2 separate regions of the Mus musculus genome follow, and region 2 is linked to region 1. The links are chromatin contacts, called in public promoter capture Hi-C maps. All regions are on one chromosome and are shown on one strand. Each heading gives the region's core, a stretch centred on a gene start, on an enhancer-like site or on the middle of the called end of the contact. The rest is flanking DNA. Distances are from core to core; before and after follow the strand shown.

Region 1 (7,906 bases), core at 1,611-4,110:
TACCCATGTCTTTTGCTCTATAAGATCAGGTATTGCAAAGCAGCCCAAGCTAACCTGGAGCATGCTATTTAACTCAGGCTGGTATCACTCTATCCTCCAGTCATGAAGATGGTTCAGGGAGTAAAGGAAGCTTCCTGGAGAGCCTGATGACCTGAGTTCAAGTCCCAGGACCCGCTTGGAGGGAGCAGTGAGCCCATTCCTGCAAGCTCCTCTGATCCCCACATGCATGCCATGGCACATACACACACAATGGAACTGAACACTACGACCTCCTGCTCCCGCCGCACAAGCGCCGTGCCAAGCTCTGAGATGATCCTCCTATCATGTCTCCCTTTTCCAAAATTCTGGTGATGTCTTGGGTGGTAGATCATGGGATGGGGGAAATTGTCTAAGATCTCAGACTGACACAGTAGAGGCTCTGTTGAGCCAGACAGCTACACCACAAACGGGGGCAGAGATTGTAGACCTAGCTTCAGCCATGATACTGTTGGTACCAAATGGATACAGAACACTTCTGGGCTCAGGGTAGAAACGTGTGCCCAAGCTTTCCTTGTCTTTGTGCTGAGTTTCCTAGTTAAGGATAGCTGGCATCAGCAAACAGATGAGACAAGCGAGCTCTACAGAGGTACACAATTATCCCAATGCTCAGGAGGCTGAGTCAGGAGGCTCTGGGGTTCAAGGCCAGCCTGGGTTATATAGTGAGACTGTGAGCATCTTGGAAGAAATGGAGGAAGAGAGGAACGGGAGAGAGGGAAAAAGAAGTAAGGAAAGAGAGAAGGGAGGGGAAAGGAGACAGAAGGAGAAAGGCAGGAAGGAAGGAAGAAAGGAAGGAAGGAAGGAAGGAAGGAAGGAAGGAAGGAAGGAAGGAAGGAAGGGGGAAGAATGAAGAGGAAGACATAGGAGGGGGAGAAAGGAAAGAGTAAAGGGAATTATGGGGAAGAAATAGAAGGAAGGAGAGAGGAAATGAAGGAGGATAGAAAGAAGAGAGAAGGAGGAAGAGGAAGAAAAGTAGGAGAGGGAGAAGAGGAAAAAGAGGAGGAGGAGGAAATGAAGGAGAAGAAAAGAAGAAGGAGGAGGAGGAGAAAGAGAAGGAGGAGGAGGAGGAGAAGGAGGAGAAGAAGAAGGAGAAGGAGAAGGAGAAGGAGAAGGAGGAGGAGGAGGAGGAGGAGGAGGAGGAGGAGGAGGAGAAGAAGAAGAAGAAGAAGAAGAAGAAGAAGAAGAAGAAGAAGAAGAAGAAGAAGAAGAAGAAGAAGAAGAAGAAGAAGAAGAAGAAGAAGAAGAAGAAGAAGAAGAAGAAGAAGAAACACAAGAGCACCAAGACAAGAGAACCAAAAATTAGCCCAGGTCCACCTAAGCCACCTGCCTTTGATCTCCCACCCCCACCTCCGCCAATGCTGTCATCTCTGCAGACTCCTCTATGCCCTGTACTGTATAAGACATCTGATAAGACATCTTTAACTCACCCCTCTGCACCACCCCCTACAAGAGAAAGACTCTAGGACCTATGGCCTAGACTTTTTCTTCTAACCAACTATGACCTGTATACAGCAAGCAACCATCTCCCTCTCCTGTCCTACAGTACTCCACATACACTCAGGAGTCTGAGAATGACATAATCTTTCTCTGACCTACACTTCACATTCCTTAAAGCCTTACAGGATCTCCATATGCTCAGGGACAGGGTGGCCAGGGCACTGATCGCAAGCTTTCCTGGAGGGCTCTCTGCTGGTTCAGCATAGGCTGCCCCCTTCTGGCCAGTAGAGGAATAGCATCATCAAGCCTTCCCAGAGCCTCCAAGAGAATCAGTTTCCAGATGCAAGTGAGAGCATTGGACAGGTGGTGAACAAGCAAGAAGGAGAATACTGAGTTAATAGTCACCTGCACAGAGCTCCCACCTCCATGTTCCCTACCAGGCACCTAAGACCCAGTATGACCTCTGTTGGACACTGTGCCTTGCTCAGGGGCGGTGCAAAGCTGTGCTCGTGGCCCTTACAGAACCAACCAACACCTTATGCAAGGATCATCTTTGAGCCCTAGGGAGACACTAAATACATGGCTCTCACTCCCAAGCCACTCGCCTGACCTCAGCCCCTTGGTCTCTGCAACCATAGACCCATAGATCCAACACCCTTTCCCAGGCTTCAAACAGATGGCTAAGACCTGTCTCAACCATGATGAACTAGATCGTATGTCAAGGTCTCTAATCTGTTCCTAAAATGCCCCCACGGTACCATGTCTATCCTATTCTCTCTCCCAGACAATTCTGCTCGCAGACCTTGAACTCTATAGGCAGACTCCCTTAGCCCCATCAACCTACCTAACCCAGTTTTGGGTAAAGCCTGTCTCTAGCCAGGCTTGGGGGTGTTGGGGTGTCTGCAGGACCAGGGTGGGAGCTGAGGCGCGGGACAGCTGGCCTGTGTCCCCACACTGGGCCTGGGGCCCAGGCAGAGGGGCGGGGGCCTGGCTACTCCAGCCTTGGCTAGGGCTGGGATTTTTTGGCCGGGCTGCCTGGGCCCTCCCTCCTGCTTCCTCTCCAGAGGGCTGTCCTGGCAAAGGCCCCCCTTGCACTTTCTGGCGGGAACAGGGCCAGGAGCAAGCAAACAGCTACAGAGGGAAAGCGGGAAAGCGATGGGGGGGGGGGGGGGCAGAGCACGCGCGCGTCAGTGTGTGTGTGTGTGTGTGTGTGTGTGTGTGTGTGTGTGTGTGTGTGCAGGAAAATAGACCCATAGTCGAGGCAGATTCAGCCTAGGAGGCTTGCAAGTCTGGCCTTTCGTAATTGCCCCCTCCCCCGCGGCCCCCTCCCCCAGCTCCCCCTCCTCCCGCCCTCCTCTCACCCGCCCTCTCTCCCTCCCTCCTTCCCTCACAGCAGCCTACCAGGCAGCAATTACGCTTTGGGGATAAAACGAGGCGCTGAGAGCAGGCTGGGGCAGTCCTCCCCGAGATGGCGGGTCTGACAGCGGTAGTCCCGCAGCCTGGCGTCTTGCTGATCCTCTTGCTCAACCTCCTCCATCCCGCGCAGCCTGGAGGTAAGGGGCCCCTCGCCGGTCCCACGCTGCCCCTCGCTGGTCCCACGCTGTCCACAATCTGCGGGACCCTGCCGGCCAGGTGGCAAGACTGATGGGGAATCCCGGAGATGGATGAGCCCTTCAGCTCCAGATCCCCCCTCCTCGAGACAGGGAGGGTTCTGGGAACTGTCTCCTCTTGGGAGCCAGCTCCGTGTTAGGGGTCCTGTCAAAGCTACACTCCCGCCAGTCAGGATGGTCCCTACCTCCTGTCCAAGCTCGAAGGGGTCCTCTGAGTCACCTGAGTACTTTCCAGTGGTGGTGGCAGTTTGCATACCTGTGCACACCTGTGTACATACCAGCCTGGGGAGAGACAATCCTGGTTTGTCTTTGCTTGGAGATGTTCGGATTCTGTGTGTGTGTGTGTGTGTGTGTGTGTGTGTGTGTGTGTGTGTGTGTATGCGCCCGTGTGTGTTTCATACTATGTTGCACAGGTGTCAGTGTGAGGTTCTAGCCAAGCATGTCCCTGAAGGAAATGTGTCTGGGATGGTATGAAGGTCTGTTCACAAGTCCGTTCCTAGACAGATGGAGGTACAGGGAGGCAAACCGTGAAGTTGTGTGATGGGATCTGCCAAAGTCCAACACCCAGCTGGGCGTGGTGAGCCACACCTGTGACCCCCAACATGTAAGTTCAAAGCCAACCAGACCCCGTCTCAAGAGCAACCAGGAGGGTTGAGGACGTCCCTGTTGATGGAAGGCATGCTAAACATTCTCAAAGCTCTGAGTAAACTAGGTGGGCGTGGTGACACATACCTGTGTGGTGGTCATCGGAGGATCAGGAATTCAAGACATCATTGGCTACCTAGTGAGCCATTTGGGTTCTATCAGGCTGTCTTAAAAAAAAAATGTCCTAAAGACGTCTGGTGCCCAGGTGTAGGACGTCACTGTGTGTGTGTGAGCGTGAGCGAGTCCATGCCTGTATGAGGGTTTGCTGAGATGGAATACAGGCCAGAGCGTGAGCTGGGGAAAGTGCCCATCTCCTGGCAATCAGGACATGGCTGGTATCAGAGGCTGAGCCTCAAGGTATCCTTTTGGTCATCTGATATGTATCCTGACCGGGCATGTTGGGTTATGGGGAGGAAGGAGTCTGCTCCCAGATGAAAGGTGCATCCAGCTGTGGGGAAAGAGGTGTGAACCTATGAACCATCTGCTGGGGTCTGGTTTCCCTAAGAGACCTCATTGTTGTGGGAACCTGAACTTGGACTGGGGACAGGAGGCTACAGGGCGGGGTTGGACAGGGCTGTGGTCAGAGACTGAATAAGAACAGCATCTGTCCCATGAGACTTACTTGCTGGGGGCTAGGAGCCCACTGTAGAACAAGAGTTCCAGGGCTGGAACGAGACTGAGGTTTGTGGGTACCAACGGGAGGACCCATTAAAGAGCAGTGTCTCTGGGTCACCTGACCCTCCTGCCCCAGATGTGGTCTCGTAACATTTGCCCACCCTTCTCCCTGGATGGTTATACTAGTTCATCATAAAGAAACTGTTTATCTTTACAAATAGGGAAGCTGAAGTTAGGCATGAAAAACCACACCTGACACAGGATGCTATCGAGTCGAGGGCAGCCTGAGCTATAGTGAGATCTTGTCTCAGTATCATCTACAAGCAGGCTAGAGGCGTGGCTCGCCTAGGAGAGTTCTCATTTGCACACTCGGAGCTCTGCATTCTATCCCCAGCACCACATTAAACCAGAGGTGGTGGCTCATGCCTGTGGTCCCAGCTCTCAGGAGGAGGAAGCAGAAAAGTTAGGAGTTCAAGGTCATGCTTAACTGTATAGGGAGTTCAAGGCTAGCCTAGGCTACATAACCCAGTTCTTGAAAGGTACAGAATTAGAGTCTGGGATAGGCTAAAGCTGTCCCTGGAAGCTAATATCAACTAGCTTTCTGCCCTGGGGGGAGGTGCCAGGGAATATTAGGAAGATACAGCCCTGGGGCGGAGTCTTCCTTTAAGGACAGAACAATCCCTCCTCCCTTGCAGCCTGGGTGATATCACTCCATATTCAGTTGCCATTATTCCCTATGACGAGAAACCTAAACTCTGTCCCAGGTGGTCAGAGTCACCGGGTTCAAGTAAGAGGCATGTGAATTGATGCCTTTCAGGATCTGTTCAGACTCCACTGAAGTCCAAAGAGGTCAGAGTCCTGGGAGGAGTTGGCCACTGGTCACATATACCTAGTCCCCCACCTGTCTGATCCTAGTGATCCCTTGTCACTGACGGAGGTAGTAATAGCATTTCCTTTGAATACTGGCTTGCTTCAGCCTCTATGCTAAAAGGGTTGTATGAGCCAGGTATGGTGGCCCAGAAACTGTGCTACAGAGTAAGTTCCAAGGCAGCCTCTGCTATGTAGTAAGACCCTACCCACCCACCCCCAACCCAAAAGAAAGTAAAAGGTCACCAGAAGAAAAAGAAAATCAGGCATGGTAGCATGCCTGTCTGTTGCCTGTTTTAGCATTTTGGAGATGTAGAGACAGGAGGATTGGGAGTTTAAGGCCATCATCTATGTAGTGAATTGTAGGCTAGCCTGGGCTACATGAAACTCCTTCTTCAAAAAAGTGTGTGTTGAGGGAGGGGCACATTAGACATAAAACTAAGTTCAATGCTCTCCCTGACACCAGACATGTTTTTAATATCCCTCCTGTCATTTATTCCCTGAAGGTTTATCTCAGCAGATTTCAACCCCGATGAACATGCCGGTCGCCTGGGTCAATGCTGTGACCCACGAGCTCTTCCTTTATTTGATCTGCGGAGGCTCTTGACTGAGGGAGTTGGGTTTTAACAGCTCCCCAGGTGCCTCTGATGCACAGCCAAAGAGTTAGTCCCTTGATCCAGCTCTGTGTGTCTTGTTGGAGCAAGGAACAGTCCGCCCACCCACGGGAGCACGGGTAGCTTTTGAAAAGTGCCTGGCAGCCTGCTCTGTGCACGAAACAAACAGCTCGGTGAGGCTTTATCTGCTCAATCCAGGCTGCCCCACTGGACTCTCGCTTGGCCCCGCGCTCCCTGTGATCTTTGAACCTCCTGGCAGCAAATCCGAGGTCAAATGTAGATACCATGCTAAGGCGCTTCATCGGGCTGACTCTAGGTTTCCTTGGCCTGCAAGAAGAAAGAAACATTCCTACTTCTTAGGGCCCAGCCCCCTAAGAATCAGCGGCGTTTGGGGACAAGGGGAGCAGTGGCCACTTGATAGCAGCTGCTGCTGAGATGATAATGTAATATGATAACGTAATATAAAATATATCCACTGAGATGACCATGGGACGTGGAAATTGTAAAGTGACAGACTCTCTTGCAATTTGCCAGGGAGCTGAGAGCCCTTGGAATTCGTTCCTATTTTTGGTTTTTCTAAGGTTTTGTTCCTTATTTATTATTGTTTATTTGTGGTGCTGGGGACTGAACCTATGGCCTTGGGGTATACTAGGCAAGTCTTCTACCTCTGAGCTGTGTGCCCAACCTCTAAGGTAGAGATTTTTCTTTTTCTTTCTATTTGTATTTTGTTTGTGTGTTTGTTTTGCCTTGTTGAGATGGAGTTTCATATAGCCCTAGTTGGTCTCGAACTCACTATGTGGCTGAGAGAGACCTTGAACTCCTGATCCTTCCGCTTCCTGAATGCTGGGATTACAGCTGTGAGCCACTGATCCTGACTCTAATTTCCTAAGGTTAAAACACACTTTCGTTTTGGGGTCTCAAATATATAGCTCTGGCTGTCCTAGAACATGGTATGTAGGACATATTAGCCTCTCGAAGACTTGCAGCAATCCTTCTGCCTCTGCCTTCCAAGTGCTGGGATTATCAGTGCTCATAACCATTTCTGACCTCCCCAGCCCAGTTTCTAAGGCTTGATTCCCTCTGTCAGACATGGATGGTACATAAACAGGTGACAGGAGAGGAGAGGTCCCAGGGAGGGTACTCCAGGGAATCTGAGCATATCTGAGGTCCCTCTTGAGAGAAAGTCAAGTTCAACTGGACATGGGGATACAGGCCTGTAATTAGCAGGACAAATCTAGCCTGAGCTACCTAGAGAGTTCAAGAAGCTAGCCTGGGCTACAAAGAAAGACCCTGTGTTGGAAAGGAAAAAGAAGAAAAGTGGAGGGGAGGATAGGAGAGTTAGGAGAGGGGAGGGGAGGGGAGTTAGGGAAGAGGAGGGAAAAGGAGGGAAGAAAAGGGGAGGGAAGGGTTATGGGGAAAGGAGAGGAAAGGAAGAGAGGAAGTCAAAACAGAGAAAACAATCCGAGAGACTGAGAAGTAGGCTGCCATCCAGGAGGAAGCCCTGTGGAGACCACACAGACAAAATGAGGGCTGATGAGTCCCCCATTCCAGAGGGCTTCCAGGCAGAGAACTAAGGGATGCTTTCAGGGGTTCTAGCCCAAGCCAGAGGACTGTTCTGATTCCTACAAAGCTAAGGTCATGATTCTCACATGTGAGAGACAAGATCCGCCCCAGGCTAGCCAGAGGAACGAGCCAGACCCACTTAAAACAAGACGCAAGCGTGTTCCAAGCCAGCTGCTTGTGGCTGGCTGTGCATGGAAGGCAGGAGGAGCCGTGGCGGGCTGAGAGAAGGTAAGCTTCAAGCACAGACGAAGAAAGGAAGGGCTGGAGGGGGCGGGGCCGTTCTCGGTAGGAGGGGGCGGGGCCGTTCTCGGTAGGAGGGGGACCGGGCTGTTCTCGGTAGGAGACACTGCTGCTACCAAGACAGGGCGGGAAGGAGGCCCTCTGAGGAGGAGGTCTCCGTGAGCATTAAATGGTTTTAAGATGAGGAACTTGCTATGTTGCACAGGCTAGCCCAAACCTCCCTGTGTAACCCAGGAAAGCCCTGAACTTCCTATATGTAACCCAGGCTGGCTTTGAACT
Region 2 (7,906 bases), core at 3,324-5,823, 610 kb before region 1:
AAAAGAAGAAGGAGGAGGAGGAGAAGAAGAGGAAGCCATGCTGGAGAGATGATAGCTCAGTGGTTAAGAGCACCGACTGCTCTTCCAAAGGTCCTGAGTTCAAATTCCAGCAACCACATCTGATGCCTTCTTCTGGTGTGTCTGAAGACAGACAGTGTATTCACATACATAAAACAAATAAAAAAAAAAAAAAAAAAAAAAAAAAAAAGAAGAGGAAGCCAGCAAGTCCAAGTATACAGGGCGACTGATGTTCTTGTTTGAGACACACAGGCACAGAGCATCTCCAGCAGACTTGTGAGGGAACACCCACACTCACTTCCTTAATGCAGAGAAACTGAGTCATAGAAGCTACGCAGCCAAGTCATACACTTATATCCCAGCCCAGGAGACTGAGGCAGGAAGATAGTGAGTTCCAGGCCAGCACAACAGCATAGTGTATTGAGACCTAGTCTGTCTCTGTCTGTCTCTGTCTCTGTCTCTGTCTCTGTGTGTGTGTGTGTGTGTGTGTGTGTGTGTGTGTGTACATGTGCAAGCCAAGGCACATTTGTGAAGGTCAGAAGAAGACAACTTTAAGGAGCCCGTACTATCCTTCTACCATGTGCAGGGATTGAACTCAGGTCTTCACACTTGCAAGGCAGATGCTTTTACATGCTGAGTTGTCTCCCTGGCCCAGCTCAGATCCTTCTGCTCCCCAAGTGCTGCTTTGTTTGCTTGCTTGTTTGTTTGATGGCTTTCATTGCTTATGGTTTTTTTTTTTTAGACATGCTCCCCTTTATATGCTCCAGACATATAAATTTTATGTATGTATTTATTTATTTAGTGTGCATGTGTGTGCATGCGTGTGTGTGTGTGTGTGTGTGTGTGTGTGTGTGTGTGTGTGTGTGTATGAGTACACTATAGCTGTCTTCAGACACACCAGAAGAGGGCATATGATCCCATTACAAGTAGTTGTGAGCCACCATGTGGTTGCTGAGAGCTGAACTCAGGACCCCTAGAAGAGCAGCCAGTGCTCTTAACCGCTGAGCCTTCTCTCCAGCCCTAGCGTCTAATTCTTGACCCTGTCCCCTCAGCCTCCAGAGTGTGGCCCACCACATTCCAGGCTCCATCCCAAGGCCTCAGAGACACAGGTAGCTGATCTTAAGGTGCTGCCCTTCTGATTCCCAGGATACCATAGTCAGCTACTGTTCCCTCTGCTCCCCCCTCATGGTACCCTCTCTGCCTCTCTCCTCATATCCTGAGGTTTCATGTGACTCAGGTTGGCCTTGAACTTGATGATCCAACCAAGGTTGACTTTGAACTTCTGATCCTCCTGCCTCCGCATTAGGTATTCACCACCAGGCTTGGCTCTTCACCTCACTTTCCCTCCTGAATTGTGGGATTGTGTGTGTGTGTGTGTGTGTACATGTGTGTGTGTGTGTGTGTGTGTGTGTGTGTGTGTGTGTGTGTGTTTGATGCACTGCACACACATATGTAGGTATGCATGCCATTTTGCATACCTGTGGAGCCCAGAGAAGGATGTCCTATGCCCTGTTCCATCCCTGTCTGCTTTATTCTTAGTGAAGACTGAGAGGTTGGCTGGCAGCCAGCAAGCCCCAGACATCTTCCTGTTGTCTTTATTTCCACACTGCTGGTGTCACAGAAATACACAGCCATGCCTGGCTTTTTACACGGTGCTGAAGATTCAAATTCAGGCCCTCATGCAGCAAGTGCCCTCACTATTGTCCCCTCTCCCCCCACACACCTCCTGACCCTTTGTGGGTGCTACTCTCTCTGTCTCCTGCCCCCACCACCTCCCTTTCTTGTGACTCAGGTTGGTGGTCCACTTCCTGCAGGAAGACTTCCCTGAGTGCCCAAGCTTTTACAGGATCCATGGCCACTATGATGGTTAATCTCAATAATCAGTTTGGGGCTGGCAAGATGGCTCAGTGGTTAAGAGCACCGACTGCTCTTCCAAAGGTCCCGAGTTCAAATCCCAGCAACCACGTGGCGGCTCACAACCATCCTCAATGAGATTTGATGCCCTCTTCTGGAGTATCTGAGGACAGCTACAGTGTACTTACATATAACAAATAAATAAATCTTTAAAAAAAAATAATCAGTTTGACTAGATTTAGAAATGGTGTGGACTCTGGTGTGTCTGTAAAGGTGTTTCCAGAGTGGTTCAGTCCAGGAAGACAAACCTAACCAGTGTGAGTGGCACCTTGCCACAGGCTGAGGTCCTAGACTGAGGAAAAGGAGACACTGAGGTGAGCACCAGCATCCATCTCTCCTTGCTGCCTGACTGTGGATGCCACGTGACCAGCTGCTCCTGCCACCATGCCTCCCCTGCTGAGATGGACTGTACATCATCTAACCTTGAGCCACAGTAAGCCCTTCCTTCTTCAGGCTGCTTCTTGTCAGCAACTGGTACTCAGCCTGGGCATCCAACATACAGAGCTCAGCAGACCCCAAGTGATGCGTGTTCCAGGCCTGGTGAGACCTTTGCCTACTGTTATAGCAGGCACAAGCACAATGCCTGCACATAGTAGACACCGACTGTATACATGTGATTGAAAGGCACAGGTCTGCCCAGCCCTGATGTTATCCTTGGTGTTATATACTCTAGGTTGAAGGAACAAAGAAATGCACCAAAAAAAGAACAAGCAAACCAACCCTTTCCAGTCCCACCTTCAAACTATTACAGATACATTTTGTTTTTCTTTCTGGTGCTGGAATAAAACCCAGGGCCTTGCTCACGCTAGGCAAGCTGTCTGCCACTTGCTGCTGAGCCACATCCCCAGCCCCTCATCGTGGGATTATAGGAAGGTGCTCTACCTCGAGGCAATGCCCACAGGCCTTCACTGAGGGGTTCTAGACAAGTGCTAGAATCTGAGCCATATCTCCAGCCTTGTAAACATGACTCTCAAGCCTTATATAATAAATATATTATATATAAACATCATAAATATAACATTTAAAAAATTAAATAGTAAATGTCGATCTGTTTACCTGAGATAAAAGTCCATGGGCTGAGGAATTCACAAATTTAACACTTATATTTTGAACATTTACCACTTCAACTGTAGCTGTAGACCAGTGGTTCTCAACCTTCCTAATGCTGTGACCCTTTAATACAGTTCCTTATGTTATAGTGAGCTCCAGCCATAAAATTATTTCATTGCTACGTTATAACTTTAATTTTGCTACTACTATGAATCACAATATAAATATCTAATATGCGGGATATCTAATATTTGGTATGCTATCCCTGTGAAAGGGTTGTTTAGCCCCTAAAGGGTCTCACCCCACAGGTTAAGAACCTCTGCTGTAGCTGCTGAAATACAGCAAGGAACAAAGGCCCCACCCTCATGCTTGTGACCAGATGGGCTTAGGAGCTCTGAAGAAGCAAGGCTAGTGTTGTGGCTCAGCAGGTCAAGTCTGATGATCTGGGTTTGATCGTGGTGGAATAAGAAAGCTGATTCCTTGACATTGTTCTCCATGTGTATGTCTACACATAAATGAATAAAGAATATAAAAAGAAAGAAATCTATTGTGGTACGTGCCTATAATCTCAGCTCTGTGGAGAATGAGACAAGAAGATTTAGAGTTCAAGGCCAGTGGCTGTATAGTGAGTTCAAGGCCAGTCTGAGCTACAAATAAACCACAATCAAAATCCATACCACTGAACCTAGGATGTTGCTTAGTAGAAGAATGCTGCTTAAGCTATAAACTAAGCCTTGGATTCCATCCGTAGGACAGCAAGCAAAACAAAATAAAGCAAGCCAAAGACACAAGGTAAAAGAATAGGAAAAGTCTGGCAAGGGACTCGCTGTCATTCCTGCAGCTACGATCCTCAGGACCCTGGTATATAAGCAACTCTTCAAAAACCAATGAAGAGACCCCTACGTGGAAGAAGAGCACTGACTTCCACAAAATGTCCTCTGACTTCTACGTGCATGCCGTGGTACACGCGTGCACAGTCAAGCAGTCAATAATCAAATAAGTATTAAAAACCAATGAATGAATGCATGCTTGAGTATGTGCGCCATACTTGAGTATGTGCGCAAGATGGAGTTGGAGAAATGGAGCCCTGGTGCAGTAGCCTTCCTCTACCGCGTGGAGGCGCAAGACAGCACTCAGGAGAGCCGCCCTTTGCTCTGCTCCTCCCGCTAGCGGCCCGCCCGCCCCTCGCACCTTCATGCGGCTGTAGACGGTGGAGACTGGTGTGACTCGGTGGTGTTGGTGGGAGCCCAGCAGGCCACAGAGACCACAGATGAATTCCTGGTCTTTCTCGCAGAAGAGGCTGAGAGGGTTTCGGTGGTGCACGCAGACGGTGGGCTCTATGTCCCCCGGCAGCCTCAGAGCATCTATCACCCGGGCCAGGGAGACATTAGGCGGGGAGCTGCTGCAGTCTACTGACTGACGACACACAGGACAGCATAGCTCGGAGTCCAGGTGTTGGGACAAGTTATCCAGGCAGTCCTTGCAGTAGGAGTGGCCGCACTGTAGCATCAGAGGCTCTTTGAAGACCTCCAGGCAAATGGGACACTGCAGCTGGTCCTGGAGTTCCGGCACAGTCAGCCGCCACGCCATGCGCACAGCTCAGCTGCAACACAGGTGGCAGTCAGTCCTCTATCCTGCCGCCCCCTCCCTCTGTCATATTTTCCCTTCCCCCAGGGCTGCTGAAAGCCTAGGGAGAAAAGGATGCCAGCCCTGGATTCTGATCCTAGCGCCTACTATGACTCTGAGCCTCAGTTTCCCCGTCTGGGAAAAAAGGACTTAAGTGGAAAACAATGGCCACTATGAGTCTGGATATATAGATCAACTGCAAGTCTAATTCAGAGTTTTTTCTCCATACATGAGGTCCTGGGTTCAATCTCTAGCATCACAAACGTCACATTGAGCTAGGACCTTCCCCCATGTAACCCCAGCATCTGGGGGGGATTGAACCCAGAGCCTTGCGCATGAACAGCCACTCATGAAATTGTCCTGAAGCAATGATTCTCAGTGTGTGGATTGCAACCCTTTTGAGGTTCCGACAACCCTTTCAAGGTGGTTGCCTAAGACCACTGGGAAAATACAGATGTTTATAACAGTAGCAAAATTAGTTATGAGGTACCAACAAAAATACTTTGTTATGGTTGGGGGGGGTCACACAGCATGAGGAACTGTGTTGAGGGCTGTAGTGTTAGAAGGTTGAGAACTGCTATTCTAGAGATTCCAGAGCCCCAGTTCCAGGCAGGGATTCAACTTCAAGGAAGATTCTCTCTTGAGACCCAGAAATCTGTAATATACACCTTCAAGCCAGGCACTTTTTGTTTATTTTTTTGTTTTCAAGACAAGGAATCTCTGTGTAGCCCTGGCTGTCCTGGAACTCTCTCTGTAGACCACGCCGGTCTCCAACTCACAGAGCTCTGCCTGCCTCTTCCTGTCAAGTGCTGGGATTAAAGGCAGGGAGCACCAGGAACCTGCCGCCTAAGCAATCTTAAAGCCAGATTGTTACTTTTTCTTTTTGGGATAGGGGTCCTGTGGACGGTGGTGGCCTTGAACCCTGTATGTAGCTGGGATTGCAGGTGTGCTCCACTATACACAATTTAAATAGTTCTGGGTATAGACCCCTTGGGGGCCTTAAGCATGCTTGGTAAGTCAGTATCTACTCAGTAGCTACATCCTGAACAACAAGAGCAATGTCCCTTGTCCCAGGGTAACACTGTCCTCACAGAGTCTGAGATAAAAAGAGCCTTGGGTGTTCATCTTCCAAAACAGAAACAAAGTCTCCACTGAGCAAGATAGCAGCAACTCGACCCACATCCCACTACCGCATTACCTGATTTCTTGTGGTCCAGCAGGCCTCCCACTAGGGCCTCAAACAAGCAGCTCTCTCTGGTCACTGAAGCCTTTCCTTCCTCCCAGAATGGGGAAGCTGACACGGAGACCCGGGGCAGCCAGCTGGACATAGATGCCACTGCCTGGTGTCTGCCCCTTCTCCCATCCCCTCCCCTTTCCCGGCAACACCTGTGTCCCAAGGTCATCCAGAATCAGGTGGGAAGTGGGTCACACACCACGAGACTGAGGCGGCGGCCTCTGTTGGGTTCCCTTACGATAACCTACACAGGCAGATTGTGTGGCCTTGCCCAGGATGGGGGAAGGGCTGAGACCGTGCGCCAGCTCGGAGCACAAGCAGGTATAAGCTTTGTATGACGAGCAGCTTTCTGAATACCTCAACCCGGAAGTTTAAAGGTATTTTATTTATTTAGATTTTTCTCGTTTTCTAAGTTTGGGTCACACACACAGCAATGATAAAATACGCTGCTTACTCTGATTTTTCTCATTCGAGGTGTAACATGTGAACAGATCTTAACCACGCAGTGTAACTTTTATCTTATTTGTGTACACTCATGCTCAAGGTCAAGTTGTAAACTGGACAGAGTGTTGAACACCTATAATCCCAGAACTTGGGAAATGCTGACCGGAGGCCAGAAGTCAAGTTCATTCTCAGGCTATGTAGCACACCCAAGGCCATCCTGGACCTCATGAGACTATCTCAAAAGCAAAACAAAACAAAAAAATCTAGTTGTAGAGAATTTGCAGAGTCAGTCCTTTGCCTCCTGCCAGAACAGGCTCTGCAATCAACACAGTTACCGTTCTGGTTCGTATCCTCCTACCAGCTGCCCGTATGTATGTATGTATGTATGTATGTATGTATGTATTTTAACATTTATTGTGTGTGCTTGCAGGTGCAGGCCACCTTATGCATGAGAAACCAGGGGATAAAACTTGCAATAGTCAGTTCTCCCCTTCCACCTGTAGGTCTTGGCTGTCAAGGTTGGTGGCAGACACCTTACCCACTTGGCTATCTTGATTGCCATTGTTTGTTTCTTGCCTTGCTGGGAGATAGAACCAGGGTCTTGAGCATGCTACAAAAGCGCTCTACTCCTGAATTATCTCCCTATCTTATGGGGTCTGTTTGTGAATTTGATGTGAACAGTACTCTTTGACTCTTTCTGTCAATGTTACTAAAATATGAACTTTTAACATGTGAAATCTTGGAGCCAGCTGTGGTAGCAAACATCTTGATTCCCAGCACTTGGGAGACAGAGGCAGGTGGATCTCTGTGACTTCTCCAGGCCAGCGTATTCTGCCTAGCTAGTTCCTGGCCCACAAGACTACATAGTGAGATCCTCTTTGTGAGAGAGAGAGAGAGAGAGAGAGAGAGAGAGAGAGAGAGAGAAAGAAGAAAGAAAGAAAGAAAGAAAGAAAGAAAGAAAGAAAGAAAGAAAGAAGTAAAGTAAGGAGGGAGGGAAGGAGGGAGGAAGGAAGAAAGAAAGAGAAAGAAAGAAAAGAAAAAGGAAGGAAGGAAGGAAAGGTGAACTCTCGGGTTGGAGACATAGCTCATCAGCAGAAAGCTTGCCTGGACTCCTCGGTAAAGCAACTGGATGCCTAGTTCGGAGGAGGGCCACGTACTTGTATCCTCCTGGGGCTGTGACTCAGTCGTAGATCGCTTGCCTAATAATGACCACTTTTATCGCCAGGCCACATACAAATAAGCTATTGAGCATCTAAGACAACCGCGAGGCAAAAAGCATGCGTTGGTTTCAGTCACTAATTTTGTAGCAATGTGTTTTGCTTTTGTGACAGAACGCCAAGCATAACATTGAGACCAAAGGAAAGGCTTTTTTTGTGCCGCATAAAATGCTTTGTCCGAAGCCCTCCCAGGGCTCCATCCTGCTTTGCGCCTGCCATCACGTGTGCAGCGCGTGCTGGGAGACCCTCAGCGCATGCTCGCATGCTCGCTGCGTCTATCGATCACGTGCCGTTTCTCTCGTGCACAGCCCGCGTGGTGCCTGACTTCCGGGGTCGTTTCCGGCAAGGCCTTTGGAGACAGTTGTGCGGCAAGATGAGCGTCTTCTCGCGCCTCAGGAACGGA

The links. Promoter capture Hi-C pulls out the DNA fragments that hold promoters and counts their contacts.
Region 2: a contact with region 1 is called in a promoter capture Hi-C map of stem cell-derived epiblast-like cells, with 2.9 times the contacts expected there. The contact joins the promoter of Trim50 here to the promoter of Eln in region 1. A contact is called at or near these places in 7 of 39 promoter capture datasets (the 3T3-L1 cell line, cranial neural crest, embryonic stem cells and 4 more) and 1 of 9 other capture datasets (embryonic stem cells).

The regions. Positions count from the first base shown.
Region 1 is chr5:134,742,277-134,750,182 of GRCm38.p6, reverse strand. Eln (elastin) reads left to right here and starts at 2,860. Exons shown (of 37, transcript NM_007925.4): 1 at 2,860-3,026. The coding sequence starts at 2,942. Gm30003 (a long non-coding RNA gene) reads right to left here and starts at 4,471. Exons shown (of 4, transcript XR_868587.3): 1 at 2,875-4,471.
Region 2 is chr5:135,349,962-135,357,867 of GRCm38.p6, reverse strand. It overlaps Trim50 (tripartite motif-containing 50), which reads right to left and starts at 4,573. Exons shown (of 6, transcript NM_178240.3): 1 at 4,174-4,573. The coding sequence starts at 4,572. It overlaps Fkbp6 (FK506 binding protein 6), which reads left to right and starts at 7,824. Exons shown (of 8, transcript NM_001277891.1): 1 at 7,824-7,906. The coding sequence starts at 7,877.